Linked DNA regions of Mus musculus: region 2 is linked to region 1. A link is a contact called in public Hi-C data. All regions are on one chromosome and are shown on one strand. The core of a region is the stretch at or near the end of the contact, and the rest is flanking DNA. Distances in the headings are between cores, read along the strand shown. Region 1 overlaps Suclg2 (succinate-Coenzyme A ligase, GDP-forming, beta subunit). Region 2 overlaps Tafa1 (TAFA chemokine like family member 1).

Region 1 (4,587 bases), core at 1,655-4,154:
GCACTAGGCTTTCCTTCTTTCTTCCTAAATCTAAATCAGCTGTTAGGTACATATTAGTCACAACTTTACAGCCAAGCAAACTGTATGCTGAAAATAACCAGCAAAGTAGAGGGGGATGAGCATCCTGATGATGTGGCCCATTATCACATCAGCCTCCAATCAAAGACCAAAGGTTCTCTCATGGGTCTAAATACTGGGGCCAAAGAGGGAAAGGTGCTTGCCTATAACCCTGATGGCTTATGATTGGACACCCAGAGCCCACATGGTGAATGGAGGGCCCACTCCTGCAAGATGCCCTCTGATCACCACATAAGTGCTATGGCTTTTACACACACACACACACACACACACACACACACACACACAAATAAATAAACAAATGCAATACTAGGAGGAGGATGAGGAAGAGAAAGAAGAGGAAGAGAAAGGGGAGGGGAGGGGAAAGGAGAGAAAAGGAGTAGAAAAAGAAAAAGGTTAAGTCTAAATACTGGGCCAGCTGTGGTGGTGCACATCTTTAATCCCAGCACTCAGGCAGCAAAGGAAAGCAGATATTTGTGAACTCCATACCAGCCTGGTCTACACAGCCCGGAGCCAGCCAGTCTCAGACAATGGGATTAGGTGAGGTAAGGCAGGTAGTCCAAGCAGATCTCCCCTGGCAGCTCGCCATGCCTTTCCTCCCTCAGTGGCTGCCACGGCAAGTTTGCCAGGTCATCTCTGGAAGCACTTGTTGAAGGGGGCAGAGTGAGAGGATAAAGGGAGTGAAAGTCGCTGGGGCTGAATAAGATCGCCGCGTGGGGATTCCCACGTGGGGATCATTCTTATCTGAGCTAAACTGGGCTAGGGAATGCTAACGAATCTTCCACCGATATGACAATAGGACAAAAGATTCACAGCATGAAATATGATGGTCAATGCGGACACTATGCAATAATAAAAATAATACTTTTAAGAAAAAAATACTATTTAAGTGATAAGCATGCAGATTTTTTAAAATGTTCACTGTTTTCTAAATTTATAAGCAAATTCATTACCTTGCAATTATACTATTTAATCATATAGATACAATCAAATAATGAAGGAAAGAAAAAATATATTAACATGAAAATATGAAAGGAAATATTAATGTTAATACAGGTTCCCCTTGGATAATGGAATAAAAGAAGATTTTTAGTTTTCTTTTTAAAAAAAATTTTTAGTTTTGATGTTGCTTTTTACTTTTCTGGGTTTTCCAAGATTAAAACATCGTGAAAATTATTAGAGCTGTATGTATTTAAACATCTTGAAAATTACTAGAGGTTTATGTGTTTAAAGTTTCTTTTTAAAAGTCCTAACATCCACAGAGAGGTCCTACAACACGAGCCCTGGGCCATTTCCTCCAAGCACGTTTTCTGCAATTTCAACTGTCTAAGACACTCAGCGAACACTCACGAGTACAGCCCACAAATGAACTAAGACAGAGCAGAGTAAATAATGTATAGCAAAGTTCTGGAAGATGAGGCCCTGGGAGATGAGGCTGTGTGGAACACAACTCTCCTGTTCACTGGCAATGAGCAGGTTTTAAAAACAAGTTGATACCTGACTCCACGAAAGGCACATAATAGAGACACACGGAAGGACACACAGAAATCTGATTCGTTTCCTTTGGTTTAAGTGAAGACTGCATGAAACAATGGAGTCGCACATTTGACAGGATGCCAGGCATGTGGTCTGGGCCAGAAGGTTGAATCTTTGTGGCTTCCAAAGTGTTGTATTCTCACACTGCCGAACGCCAGCTCAGGTTTCCAAAGCATGTTCACACCGTTTCTAAGGAGACTGAACCGAAGCTCCAAGTACAGTCAGTCCCCTCGGCCTGCCTCCCAGAGCCTGCCTGAGGCCCTGGAGGCCCTGACTCCACAGCTCTCCTGTTGCTTCTGTTCAGGGACACAAGACAGTTACTGAAAGGATAACCCTGCCCTGAGGTCTTCCAAGGAGAAGCCCATTCATATTTGAAGAACCAGAAAAAAGAGAAAGAACATTTTAGAAGAGAGCGATTTCTCTGCTAAAATACATATAATGGGAAATGTCATTAAAGGCTGATGAATGGAATTATTTCCAGGAATACAGTTAGGCCAACTATTAATGTCAACTCAGATACTCTTAGGAACCCGTGCATAGCTTGCATAGGTGGTAACTTCCTGCAGCACAACACTGCTATGGTGAACCTCCATGTCCAGGACCTATGTTGAGTGCTTTTCATCTGGACAAGCCAGGCTTACTAGCACCAACCAGAAGGTAACTCTGTGGGATGTGGATGTAGATCCTTCATTACAAGGCTGGCCTAGCAGTAGTCAGAGCCCAAGTGCAAGACTAAGCTACACAAAGGGGTAGAGGAAAGGAGGGAAGGGCGTCAAAAGAAAAGGTGCTCCACATGAAATAATCACATGTACACGTACACACACACACACACACACACACACACACATATACACACAGAGGCACTCGCAACAAAATAAAAAAGACAAAAACAAAACAACACCACTAACAAACAAAAAAAAACAGTATTAGGAAGCTCACGTACTCATCAAGGCCAGAGAATCAGGTTCAGAAATGGTAAAAGCACCAAAGAGGCCACTGGCAGGCAGAAAGACATTAGACTCAGCCCAAGAACTTTCATTCTGGCACCAGCACTGCTAGCTCTGGAAAGCAGACCTTCTTGAACTTCAGGGGAACACACACCCAGGGGACTCAAATTATATCATTGCATTGCTGATCCTGAGACTCATGAGAGGCTGCTAAAATGAGTATTTACTTCACAGAGATCAAAGCTAGCCTTGACTGTCACTGTAAGACAAAGATCCGCTCAGTACAAAGGAAGACCTCAACCGCGCATGGCAAAGCCTCAATAGTTCCGGAGGCTGCTGTGTTTAACTGTCTCAGGATCAACAGCAGCTGCCACTCAGTGTCAGTGGGGAGCAGCTCCCTTAAGACAGGAAGTACAATTCCTTAATGGCGAGTAATTTGCCAGGCTTCAGGATGTAATTATATAAAACAGAGTTAAGTTCTTATATTGATGAATGGAAACATGCTCTAGCTGAAAGCAGCCCAAGCTAGCCGATACCAGTGAGAGCTCCCATCTGCATCTCAGATGGATGTCGCTAGCTCAGAGAAGATTAATTTCTCCATTTAATTCTCCTTCCTGAGTTTAAAAAAAAAAAAAAAAAAAAAAAAAACTGGAGGTTTTCATATATACTTTTTCCTGCTTAATGAAATGCCAAGAGCCTCAGTCAATGTGAAGACAATAAGGAACAAATTGTAGAGATTCTGAAGATTGAGTGGCAGTGCCCCATGTTTTATCTGTGTTTATATCACAGCACTTCTGAGTTATACCAACATCCTCCGTGCAGCTTAGAGAACTAAAGGGCAGTGTACACACCAGTCCTGTGCACAGTGGGTTTGCTCTCACCACCTCTGAATTCCATAGTCCAAATGAAAAGAAAGCACGCATTGATATGCCTTATTAAGGCTCCTAGAGATATTTATTGTGTGTGTGTGTGTGTGTGTGTGTGTGTGTGTGTGTGCACGCACGCAATCAGTTCTCTACTTCTAGCATTGGTCCCAGGAATCAAAGTCAGGTGGATGAGGCGTGGATGCAGCTGTAGCCGCTGGGCCATCTCTCCAGCCCAATCGGTCCTTCTTTAGAGCATACTCAGATGCTCTTGTAAACTTCTGCATAAGTGAACTGCTCATATGGTAAAAGCTTAATTTACCAAGCCAAACTTATTCTCTTCAGTTAGGCATAAACCTGTTTTCAATGCAAGGCAATGAGGATCTTGTTCAAAATCTTATAACTATAAATTGTATTCCAGAAACAATAGTTTAGCATTGACCACTTTAACAAATGTTCAAGTTTAACAAGCTTCTACAACCAGACAGCAAAATGTTCTGTTGCCCAAAGAGAAACAACAAAATGAATCATTAATATCCACAAATTACAGGTCTTATAAACTGCATCTAAGATCCTTCTATATCAAGTTTTAATACAACCTTCTAATTTTATTAATACGCATTTTCCATCTTAAACATGCTGACGCACACAAACCATCTCCCTAGAGCATCACCAAGAGTCAGCCATGAGGAAAAGGCATGAGGGGCAGTATCTAATCTAACAGAGCTGGGGGCAAATCCCGTCTATGTTGATTATTAACTTCACAATGTTGACAAGTGTTTTAACCTTACATTGCCTGCTTCTCTGTCAATAAAGTAAAAATGCTAAGCTAATTATTGACAAGATTTGGTAACTGACTAAATACAAAAGAGGACCACAGAAGATGTGGAGCAATGAGAACGTTTGGGAGCTGAGAGGTAGCATTCTGTTTGGTCCAAGAGAGTTACAAACATGGCAGATCCAGACGACCGGGTATATGGGTTCAGATACCATGAAAGAAAGAGATGTAGGAAGGGGGATGCAGGGACTACACTGGAACATAGGTATACCTAATATCAAGGCACATTTTCAAAAACTTTAATAATATATCATTTTACTTCAAAATGTCCATTGTAGCTAAAATATAAAGTAGTACCCATAGGTTCATGAAGACCACAACTGGT
Region 2 (4,733 bases), core at 1,254-3,753, 600 kb after region 1:
AGTTCCTATCATAGAAGGACAGTGCAGGGGTCTCCCATGCACAGGGCAGCCATCAGCCCAAAATGTGAGTGGAAACAAAGCAGCGATATTAATTTATTAGGTCATTTGACTGTACAGAACATGGAGTGTTCGTGTGCCCTAGTCAGCTAAGCATTGAGGATGGGTTCCCTCACTCCAGCCCCTGGCAACCATATGTGCTAAGTTATGCTTCCCCTTCAGTTTATGGTAAAGGAAACAAATGCTTGCAGTTATTAATAAATATTCACCAAGTACTTACTTGGTGCCAGCCATTGCTCAAAGTGTATACCATCATTTAAGTCAATCATCTTAATTATTCAAATAAAGCCAACTCAAGTATTAGTATGTGTTGTTCTCCTACTTAATTGAAGATGAGACTGAGGTATGGGACTCTAAGGAACTGAACTGAGTATTCCAGAATTAAGTAGTCAAGGTGTGAAAAGCAAAGGTGATGTGTTTGCAGAGTGTGGGTATACCCTCTCTCTCCTCTCATAGCTGGAGCTATGAGAATGGAGCTGTGGGCTGAGTCACCCGTGTCTGCCTCTACCTTGAGGACTTTCCCTGCAAAGCTCTGTTTATTTCCTTGGAGACGCTGCATAGGGTCTGGCACCAAGGAAGGTCTCTGGTGCTAAGAGGCAAATGCTGTGATCATCCACATGACTTGCTTCTTTATACAGTAATAGGAAAATTGTCAATTACGGATGAATTATGGCTGCCACAGATACCTGTAATTGTCAGCTGCAGTTTTGTAAACATACACAGCTGCCTTTAATTTCATTTAACCAGTCATGTAACTCATTAACACACACCTGCAGTTACCCAAGATACAACACCAAATGAACCTAGCTTTCGGTTTGCAATTTCCCTGTTTCGTATGCTCCCCTGTTTAATTACCACACTCAGAGGGAGGAAGTTGGTGAAAAGTAGGGTTCATCTAAAGAGGAATCCTGGTGATTAGCCTGTAAGCACATATTCAAGTTGCCTTTTTAGACATTGCTGTAAATCACTCGTTTATCACTCACAGCCCAGGGCAATAAGGAAAAGGAAAAAAAAATTATAAAATTGATTTTTTTTTTGCAACTGTTATATCAACAAGTCAAATCATTACAAGATGAATCTTGAAATGTCCTCCCACCATAGACATGGAGGTGGTGGCAGATTCTTATGTTCAAGGGAAAAGTCAACAGAGATTGTATCTTGGAAATATGATCTTACAAGACTAGATTAGCTGGATGCCTTTATTTTTAACTTTCTATTTTCTTCTGTTTTTTTCCACCAAATGAAAATGGGTGAATTGAGTTCTTTATGGTTTTCCCACCAAGCATTGAGTGACTTAGGTACTTTTCTACCAAACTATATCCATATCTTACAAACAACAATAACAATACCCATTATACTTTGGGGAGATATAAACTTATGTCCAGCATCCTCTTCAACATGTCCTCAGTATCACTCAGTGCTATTGGTTTGACTTTCTTCATTGTGTATACTCAGCATTCAGAAACTGAAGAAGCTAAGTAACTTTCTGACATGAAGGTTCCCTTGCCAAATGGGACTCTTGTGATTTAAACCCAGGATGGCTATCTCTGATGGTCACCCTCACTCTTGTGATGCCACTCACAGTGTCCAAGTGTACAAAGATCCTACTCACACCTTCCACACCTGTCACCATTAACTCTTCTTTGTGTACTCTACCTGTTGTACAATGTGCAGAGCATTTTGTGAAAATCTGCCTCTAGTGCCATCAACCTCCTGACTTAAGACTTGGTGTGTTTGGAGACACCAACTCAAAGTGGCTGAAGTATAAAAAGTGACTTATTTAATTATGTAACATCAGATAGCTCAGGTGCCTTTCTCTCTGCTTCATGTTTAACTTGCCCTTTCTTTTATGTTAAGTTTAGTTTTAAGCGGGAACGTCCAAAATGGCGAAGAGGAAGTCCTCACTAACTCTAAGTGTATGTTCTGTAGATCACACTTCCCATTTTCAAGAGCCAAAACTTCAACAAGATTACCTCAAAAATCCTAGGGTTTGTGGCTCATTCTATTTCTGTCACCTCACCAGGCAACATAGAACTTCAGAGATGGAGTTCTGTGTGTAAGTCTTGGGCCTGGAGGGTAAAGGCAGTGAAAATTGAAATCTACTACACATTATCCATATAGAGGAAGGGGAAAGTAAGCTTGGCTTCTAAAGGAGGGCTGGATCATAACTCTATAATTAAGGAGTCTGGATTTTAAGTAGCCAAGTCAAGGGATGCCCTTGTGGTCCATCAGTAGATAAGAAAAAGAGTCATTGTCTTTGCTCATGGTTCAGCAGTTATTTCCCCATTGATGCTTAGGCTTAGCAAAATTTTCTAGGCAAATAGTATAAATGGTGACCAATCTAAAGTGGTCTAGTTCTGTGTCAGCTGTGCCTCTACACAGATCAATACCAAACTACTCACATCAGACCCAATTAGTGTTCATCTGGTATTTACTTCCCAGATGCTTCAAATTACTGAAATGAATGAAGTGGTTTGTGACGTGTCACTGGACACTTTCAAGGACCATTTAGAAAGTGCTGCAGTGGGGGAAGCTGGAAGGTCATGGTTAGGAACTGGGAAGTGGAAAGATGAAGGAGTGGAAAGAATGATGTTTTGTTGAGAAAGCCAGAGGAGGTGGATGATTACGGACGCACTGGGTATGAGTTGAAAAGCTCCTCTATGGCTTTGAAGAGCCTTAGAATCAAGCTCTCAAAGGCTGATTTATTTTCTTTGTTTATGCTTTATTTATTTTATTCCTCCAGGCTCTGAGTGTTAGCATCACTTGTATTTCCAGAGAGACCTCCACAGAACGGTTAAGATTTGATACATTCAATCTGATGATGCTATGGCTCTCTCAAGGCTAAGAGGCAACACTCCAATGTTGAGTGAGAGCCCTGTCATATGGCTCCTCTGAAGTAGTCCCCACGGTAACCCAGGGTGAGAACATGTGCTTTTGAGATTAGTTTTGCTCGGACAGCTACATGGAAAATCCTCTTTTCAAGAAACTCATTCATAGATGTGTGACTCACTTTATGTTCATTACTTACCTTAAATCTATTGGCCTCTGTTTTCTAGTTTTTCATTTTTAGATATGAAAATTCTGTGTCAATCACTTGACTACTGAGAGTGACTAATGCTAGCTCATCTAATGCATGCCATATGATTCATTTTCACTTCTTTCTATTATTTTAAATACTTTTATTCATTGAAAGAGTTATAAACATATACACTATATATTGATCATGTCTCCTGTTTCTCATAGTGTCTCCAATCCTGTCTTTTATCCAACTTCAAGTCTCTTTTTTATTGTTATTAGCAACCCTGAGTTCATTTAGTGCTAACCATATGGACATGAATATATGGCCATCCACTGGGGCATGCATGTCTAAATTACCAGTGTACACAGCCTTAAAGGAGAGTGGCTTTCCCCTTGAGCAATTACCAACCGCCAATGATCCCTCAGATAGGAGTACGGCCACAGGGACACTATGTCATCCATACTGGGTTTTTTAATGTTTTGATCTTTTATGAAGGTCTTGTGCAGGTAATTACAGCTGCTGTGAGTTGACACTTGTCCAGAACTACTGGTTCTTACAGTCTTTCTGCCCCCTTTTCAGTAAAGAACCCCAGGCTTGGATGAGGAGAAGTTGAAAAGGATAACCCATTTATAGCTGAGCACTTGATATTATTTATATATGGCACTTGGACCAGTTATGAATATTCTTTATTGACCAACCTACTGCAATCTGTGCTGCTAAATGGGATTCCCCGAGTCCCCCCTGCCCAAAGAAGAAATGTGTTCTGTGAACATTTAACCAACTTCTGTTATAATCATTCCTGAACTTCCTTTGGCTTTTAGATTATTGTACAATCTCAAGAAATTGGTTAGAATACCATGTCTCTGTATAAATAATGCTTGCAGCCATTGATCTTCATACCATGGTATCCAAACGTGCTGCTTCCTTGAGATTCGTAGTTGTCTCTTCTCATCCCCTCCTGCTCTGGGCTGTACCAGTGACCTTGTGTGGTTTTCCTTCTCTGGCTACCTGAACACTGTTTTGGTTGTCTTGTCCTGAGGCATGTGGAAGGAGGATTAGCTCCACTCTCTCCAAAATTTATTTATTTACTTCCACATAATTCTCCTTGCCTCAGCCATGAGCAAATGCATGCATACACACACACATACACACACATACACACACATCTTATATTATCTACAGAATGCACATGGAACATTTAATCTCTACTTTCTGTGCTATCAAAATTCTGAAGCAAAAAAGCATAAAATAAAAATAAGAGAGGGATTATCAAGAAAAAAAAAAACCTCTAATAGTGAACTGCCATACAATAAATAAAAGTTGACATATATGGATTATATTAATTACATGCCTTATTACAGTTTGTCAGGTCAACAGCATGAGGGGTAGGTAATACTTCCCCCCATTTTAAGATATAGCTCAGACTTGAAGAAATCATACTGGTTCTCCTCAGACATAATCTACATTAAATGGAATTCACGATGAGAACCCATAGAGCACAGATTCCCAGTCCTAACTCATGGTTAGCTGCAGAACTAGTGACTGATCCGTGTGAAGACTATAATGATGGAGGAGCCTAAGAAGTCTTGACAATCCCTGGACCTGTGCCGGTGTTAGCAGAAAGGGATGGTACTGTAGAATCAGCATTTGTTCCAGA

The links. Hi-C and Micro-C count contacts between places; a contact is called where the count stands out from the background.
Region 2: a contact with region 1 is called in a Hi-C map of the N1E-115 cell line, with 5 times the contacts expected there. The contact joins two enhancer-like sites. A contact is called at or near these places in 2 of 484 Hi-C or Micro-C datasets (the N1E-115 cell line and cortical neurons).

What each region holds. Positions count from the first base shown.
Region 1 is chr6:95,648,752-95,653,338 of GRCm38.p6, forward strand. All of the region lies in intron 2 of Suclg2 (succinate-Coenzyme A ligase, GDP-forming, beta subunit), which reads right to left. Among named protein-coding and RNA genes, the nearest start is that of Suclg2, 68 kb to the right of the region's middle. Within about 2 kb of position 2,905, at least 52 of the 459 cell types and tissues checked have an H3K27ac peak or open chromatin away from gene starts, as enhancers often do. A contact at or near this core is called in the N1E-115 cell line, where this site is marked.
Region 2 is chr6:96,249,683-96,254,415 of GRCm38.p6, forward strand. The region is part of intron 2 of Tafa1 (TAFA chemokine like family member 1); the gene reads left to right. Among named protein-coding and RNA genes, the nearest start is that of Tafa1, 140 kb to the left of the region's middle. Within about 2 kb of position 2,504, at least 5 of the 459 cell types and tissues checked have an H3K27ac peak or open chromatin away from gene starts, as enhancers often do. A contact at or near this core is called in the N1E-115 cell line, where this site is marked.